Linked DNA regions of Sus scrofa: region 1 is linked to region 2. The links are chromatin contacts, called in public HiChIP or PLAC-seq maps. All regions are on one chromosome and are shown on one strand. Each heading gives the region's core, a stretch centred on a gene start, on an enhancer-like site or on the middle of the called end of the contact. The rest is flanking DNA. Distances are from core to core; before and after follow the strand shown. Region 1 has its middle 52 kb from the start of SGMS1. Region 2 has its middle 130 kb from the start of MINPP1.

The links. HiChIP or PLAC-seq counts read pairs in DNA pulled down with a chosen protein or histone mark.
Region 1: an H3K27ac HiChIP or PLAC-seq map of alveolar macrophages shows a contact between it and region 2. The contact joins two enhancer-like sites. A contact is called at or near these places in 3 of 47 Hi-C or Micro-C datasets (alveolar macrophages, liver and skeletal muscle) and 2 of 2 datasets of contacts at active chromatin or transcription factors (alveolar macrophages and skeletal muscle).

What each region holds. Positions count from the first base shown.
Region 1 is chr14:99,267,312-99,270,111 of Sscrofa11.1, reverse strand. It overlaps a transcript of SGMS1 not described here. Among named protein-coding and RNA genes, the nearest start is that of SGMS1, 52 kb to the right of the region's middle. Within about 2 kb of position 1,496, at least 6 of the 83 cell types and tissues checked have an H3K27ac peak or open chromatin away from gene starts, as enhancers often do. A contact at or near this core is called in alveolar macrophages, where this site is marked.
Region 2 is chr14:99,443,486-99,446,689 of Sscrofa11.1, reverse strand. It overlaps a transcript of SGMS1 not described here. Among named protein-coding and RNA genes, the nearest start is that of MINPP1, 130 kb to the left of the region's middle. Within about 2 kb of position 1,944, at least 26 of the 83 cell types and tissues checked have an H3K27ac peak or open chromatin away from gene starts, as enhancers often do. A contact at or near this core is called in alveolar macrophages, where this site is marked.

The sequences.
Region 1 (2,800 bases), core at 247-2,746, 180 kb after region 2:
TAAAATTTATTTTAAAAAAAGCAGATCACTCATGAAAGGCAGCCTATTTTAGGGGCATCTCAGTTTACCTAGGAAATCCTGTGCATTGCTTTTAAGAATGAATTGAACATTTAATATGAATGTTTATTCAGTGTTTTTTGTTTGTTTGTTTGTTTTCTTACCATGGAGCTTTGTTTTCAGAGGTAGAAACTTCATACTGTCATGGAAAGTTAGTTCTAATTTTTTTCCTCATGGAATGTTTGATACCACTGATTTCATTATGTCTGGAGTTGAAGCTAAAGTTTGGTAGACTTGAGCATAAACAAGCCTGGGAAATAGGAGGCCCCATTTGTGCCTCTGGGTGACCCTGAACAGGTTGCCTACAGTCTTGGGGGTCTGTGTGGCGTCATCTGTCAACTGCGAGGCCAAGATGAGAAGATTAATGAGGATTTTCCAGCTTTCAAATGATGTGATTGTAGGATGGCCCCACCAGTTTCTTGATTTTTTGCCCACGCCCATGGATTGTACCTGTGCCACAGCAGTGATGCGAGCTGCTGCAGTGACAACGTTGGATCCCTAACTTGCTGAGCCACAAGGGGACTCCTCCCCACCAGTGGCTGCTTGTATGTAGCTAGATGGCCTGTTGAGGTGAGTGGTCTCTGGCTCAGTGAGGCTTAGCTGTGTGCTCTGCTGGAGAAATGTTACTTGAATTAATTTGTAGAAGCAGTCAGTACTTGCTCAGAATATTTTAGAATATATATGTTTGATTTCTAAAGAACCCATATTAGCAAAGCTTAGATAGAACTTTAGATGTTTGAATTTTTACTTTGTTCTTAAAACCACTAACAAAGTCTCTAACTTGTCTTTCCAAACATGGGTTTTATAGAGTGTTTAATATAAGTCCATTACATCACATATAAAATACTCTTTGTTAAAATTATTTTGTGATGAGTAGGGTCATAGAATAGCTCATACGATGGTCTTGATGTTTTAAATATGTCAGCATTTGGCCTTTACAGGCCAGTCAGGGAACCTAATCACCATTTATAAGATTGTTACTTCCTTGGTAATTATGGCCCACTTTCTCTTCCAAATGGTAAGGATGGGGTGACAGGATGTGTGTGGTCAGAGAGGAACCTGAGGGTCTGAGTCAGAGATAGTTGAATAGGAGGACGCACACCAGTGTGAGGGCAGGATCCTTCTTCCATGGTCTGGCACCGGCCTTCCACTTCCTTCCCCTCCTCTCTCTGAAGGGCATGTGGTTTCATCAGGAGCTTGTGTCTGACTTCCCTTCTGTATTGGTTATTACAGCTACATGACAAGTTCGCTGCCAACTAGTCACTTAATCAGTGCGCAGACTATCTCAGTTTTCGTGGTCAGGAGTCTCTTTGCCATTTGGCTAGGTACTTTATAAGACTGTAATCAGGTCATCAGCCGGGGCCGCTGTTTTCATCTGAGGCTCGACTGGGGAAGGATTTTCATTAAGCTCATATGATCGTTGGTAGAACTCAGTTTCCTATGGGATCTCAGTTGCTTGTTACCTGTCAGCTGGAGACTGCCCTCTCTGGCTCTCTCTGTAGGCAGCTCACCACTTGGCAGCTTATTTCCTCAAAACCAACAAGGGAGAAAATCTTGTAGCAGAATGAAGGTTACAGTCTTATGTGATGTAACTACATGCCCCATCATTTTTGTCTTATTCTGTTGGTGATAGGCAAATCACAGGTCCTGCCCCCACTCAAGGGAAGGGGATTACAGGCATGGATAATAAGAGACAGGGGTCACAGGGCCATTTAAGAGTGCCACATTTGAGGCTGGCCAGGGATAAGCTGGCTTCTCTTTATCTCTCCAGCTCTCTGTGCATTCTCCTGCTTAACCGGGGGCACGATTTTCATCCTTTTCTTGTCCCCTTCCTTCTGATTGACAGAGAATTCAACCACTCTGGTGACCTTTCTTCCTCTTTTCTGCTGTAGAAATTTAAGGAAAAGGTAGCAGGACACTTAATCTTGGTAAGAAAATCCCATCCTGTTGGGGCTCTCCCATGATAGCTGGTATTTTCCATGTGACCTGTTCCCTAGCAGGTGTTTCTAAGTCATAATGTGGCTAAAATGAAGGATTTAATTGGTATCTTCTCAGCTTTTGTGTCTTCTAGTCATTTTGTCTTTAAGCAAGTGTTGAAACTGGTTCACTTTCCTAGTACCATCATTTTAGGATTCTTGCGATGACTATGTTCTTAAGAGTTGAACTTAGAATCATTAGCAGTTTAGGTCCTTTTATTCTGAGGCCCCATTAGCTGCTCTTTTGTGTCATTTCCCTTATTTCTCTCTTGTCTTCAACTATCTTTAGGGGGGTTTTGGCCTTCCTCTGGCCTGCTTCTGGTCTGTGATTTGGTCAGTCTCCAATTATTGCTCTTTCTAATTGCTAAAGCGGCAGAATGGTTAAGAACAGGGACTGAAGCCAGGCTGCCTGGGTTTGAACCCCAGCTCTGCCATTTATTAGTTGGGCAATCTTGAGCAAGGGATTCAGTTTTGTTGCTGTGTGGATGATATTAACAGTTCTGTTTTTCTCAGGGGCCAATAAGCCTCTGCTTGCTACTGCTGCTCTCACTTTGCTCCCAAGATATAGGAGCACTCTGTGCTTTATTACTAAATGAAATAATAAAAGTCTCTCCAGCAAGACTTTCTCTAGACTCCTGGTGAAGGAGCCCAGAATGTTTTTGAGCTTATGAGGACACCTGTTTTTTAAGTAATGTCTTGGAACTAGCTTTGCCTCATAACGATGACGATAGTTTACTCCTTCCAGTAGGAACAATATTTGATGAACA
Region 2 (3,204 bases), core at 695-3,194:
GATGAATGTTATTATTATGCCTTTTTAGAGATGGGAGAGTGGGCACAAATCATTTGCTCAACAAAGCGGAGCACCCTGAAGAAGTTGAGTGTTTGGGGCCTTTGCCAGTTGGCAGAAATTACCAGGGTATGGAGTTCCCATTGTGGCTCAGCAGCATGAATCTGACTAGTATCCACGAGGACACAGGTTTGATCCCTGGCCTTGCTCGGTGGGTTAAGGATCCGGTGTTGCCATGAGCTGTGGTGTAGGTCACAGACTTGGCTGGGATCTTGCTTTGCTGTGGCTGTGATGTAGGCTGGCAGCTGCAGCTCCCATTCAACCCTTAGCCTGGGAACCTCCATATGGAGTGGGTGCGGTCCTAAAAAAAAAAAAAGAAAAAAAAAAGAAAAAAAAAGAAAAAATGACCAAAGTAAGTGCTGTTGGTGGACACCATGGTGATTACGTACAATTGGGAAACACACGGTAGCCCAGCAGGGCATGCCCATGCTCACGGTAATGGGGCTCAGATTTCACCTGGCGGCTTGTTAAAACACCTTGTGCTGGGCCCACCCCCTCCTGAGTTTTTGAGGCAAGTAGCTTGGGGTGGGACCTGGTAGTTTACATGTCTAACATCTTCCCAGCTGATGCTGACGCGGCTGGCTGGTCTGGGACCACTTTTGAGAACCACGTCCATAAGCAATACTCACATCAGTGAAGAGCCAGCTGCTCCTACTTCTAGTTACAGTCAGGTGAGGTGATTTCAGCTTCAGAAATTTTAAATACTGTCTGCCTCATGAAATAAAAACTGAACTCCCATGGTCCTGTTTATCTAGGCCAGCAGAGGGATGTCTGAGCCAGTGCAAAGGAGAAATTGCTTTCTGTCCTTGCCAGTGTTCCTGACATGGGTTAGATGGATGATAACCCAGGGTGGAGAGATTTGGAAACGCAAGTCCAGTCTTATTAGAAGCGTGAGGTGCTATCTGATGCATCTTGTCTTAGGAAGATGACCTGATTTGTTTTAATTTTGTTATTTTGCACTCTCCCTGCTCCTTGCCATAGGCATAAAAAGGCTTTGTGTTCACCATTTAACCCCTTGGGAAAATCTAGGCACAGAGAAAGTAAAAGTCTATGAAGATCCATAGCCTGACAGTAGAGAGGCAGAAGATAATCTTATTTGACTGGTTTAATTATTGTAGAAAACTGTCTGTAGGTAAAAAAAGGAAAGGGGAGTTCCTGTTGTGGCACAGTGGAAACGAATCCAACTAGGAGCCACGAGGTTGCAGGTTCGATCCTTAGCCTAGCTCAGTGGGTTAAGGATCTGGTGTTGCCATGAGTTGTGGTGTAGGTCACAGACGCCGCTCGGATCTGATGTGGCTGTGGCTGTGGTGTAGGCCAGCAGCTGTAGCTCTGATTCAATGCCTAGCCTGGGAACTGCCATATGCTGTGGGTGGGGCCCTAAAAGGCAAAAAAAAAAAAAAAAAAAAAGATAGGAAAAGAAGGGCTGTATACCTGTCTCCAGCTGTTGTGAGGTAAAATAGCCACTTTGTGTCCAAATTTAATACAGCACCCACACACAGGAAGCCCTCACCCCTAAGTGTGAACCACTCTTATTCCAGCCTCAGTTTTCTATTTTGTGATGGAGACTGCAGTTCCACCATCTGAACAATGTTACACGAAAACTGAGGCATTAGAAATGTTTTGAATTGAAGGATTTTGTAGGAAATCAGGATTTAGGCTTAACTCAGAACAGAACATACAAGTGAACTGTATTTGGGAAGAAATGTTCCAGATTTTTCCCTGTGCTGGTTGTCAGGGCTCGCCTGTGACCCAGTAGCCAGGGTTAGCTTGTTTGCTTGGTGAGGGAATGTGACAGGGCAGAGAGGATGGGACAAGGCCAAGGGAAGGCCGGGGAGGCCAGAGAGGCCTGTGCACTTATGCCCCACATTCTCAACCTGGGGTTTACGTGGTGGTGAACACATGTTGAGAGTCTGCTTTGGGACAGACCCTTGTTGTGCCTCGCGATACAGGGATGAGTAAGATGGGGTCTGAGTTCCCGAGGGGTTGGTGGGGGAGACAGACTGGCCCACAGATATGTGCCATCACCAGGTAATGGGTGTCCTGTGTCAGTTGCACACCAAGCTCCCTGGGGGCGGAGGGGGAGGGCTGGAGGAGGCGGGGCCTGCTTCAGGTTCCCTGGGTGACAGCGCCTGAGAAGGTGACTGACACCCTAGGGTGGTGTGGATGGGTGGACCTGGTGTATTTTGGTTTTGTTTCCTTTTTTCTTTTGGTTTCGGCATTTCCTTTTTGAGTGAGACAATTTCGACAGCAGAGAGGAGTCTGGGCAGATGTGCACCCTAAGCGGTCAGCCCGCAGAGGGAACTGAGAATGGGAACTGCCCTTAAGAACCACTTAGGAGGTTAGAGGGGGCACGTGCTAGCCTAGTTTCATCATCTCTAACAACTCTGGCTAATTTTTAGCTATTTCCAAGGAAGGTAGATCCTGCAGAAGATTAATGTCCTTTAAGGTACATCAGCTTTTAAAAGAAAGATTCTGTATTAAATGCAAGGTTTTGTTTTATTTGCCCTTACTTTTTGTCAAAATTCTAATTCCACTTTCAGTTTTGTTTTCAGGGGTTTGCATTTCTCATTGTCCTTGTCCTCCCCTACTTTCTTCCCCTTCTTTTCCTTAGCACCCTTATAGATATCACGCAGGTTGGGGCATGCGTGCTAACACTGTGCCCTTAGCAAACTGGGGCCATGGCTTCCTTATCTGTAAGTGGATGGTGTGGGTTAACTGAGCCCTAGTCATCTGGTCCCCCCTCTGTGAGTCCTGTGACTAGGGAACCCCTGGAAAGAGTGGCTCACCAGCTCCCTTTCATCAGTCACTTGTTATCCTGTTAATAAAAAAAAATCTTATTTCAGAACTGCCTTCCCCAGTCCTATTAGCTATATGTCCAAACCAGTTTATAGAAACAGGAGAAAGGAAGCGGTTGGTTTTTCACTGTCCTGTTTTCCAGCTTGTGATTGAGGACCCTCTTGGCAGGTTATCTCTCCTAAAGCTGCAGGATGTGGGATGATCAGTGTTTTAAACGTTTCACTCAGGCATACAGTGTGAATGCATGAAGGATGTTATAACTAATATTACTTAAGGACGAACTGTAGAGAATGTTAAGATTAATCTCAGGTTGTGGGGCGGGGCACAGGTTCTTCACTAAACCAGGGGGTG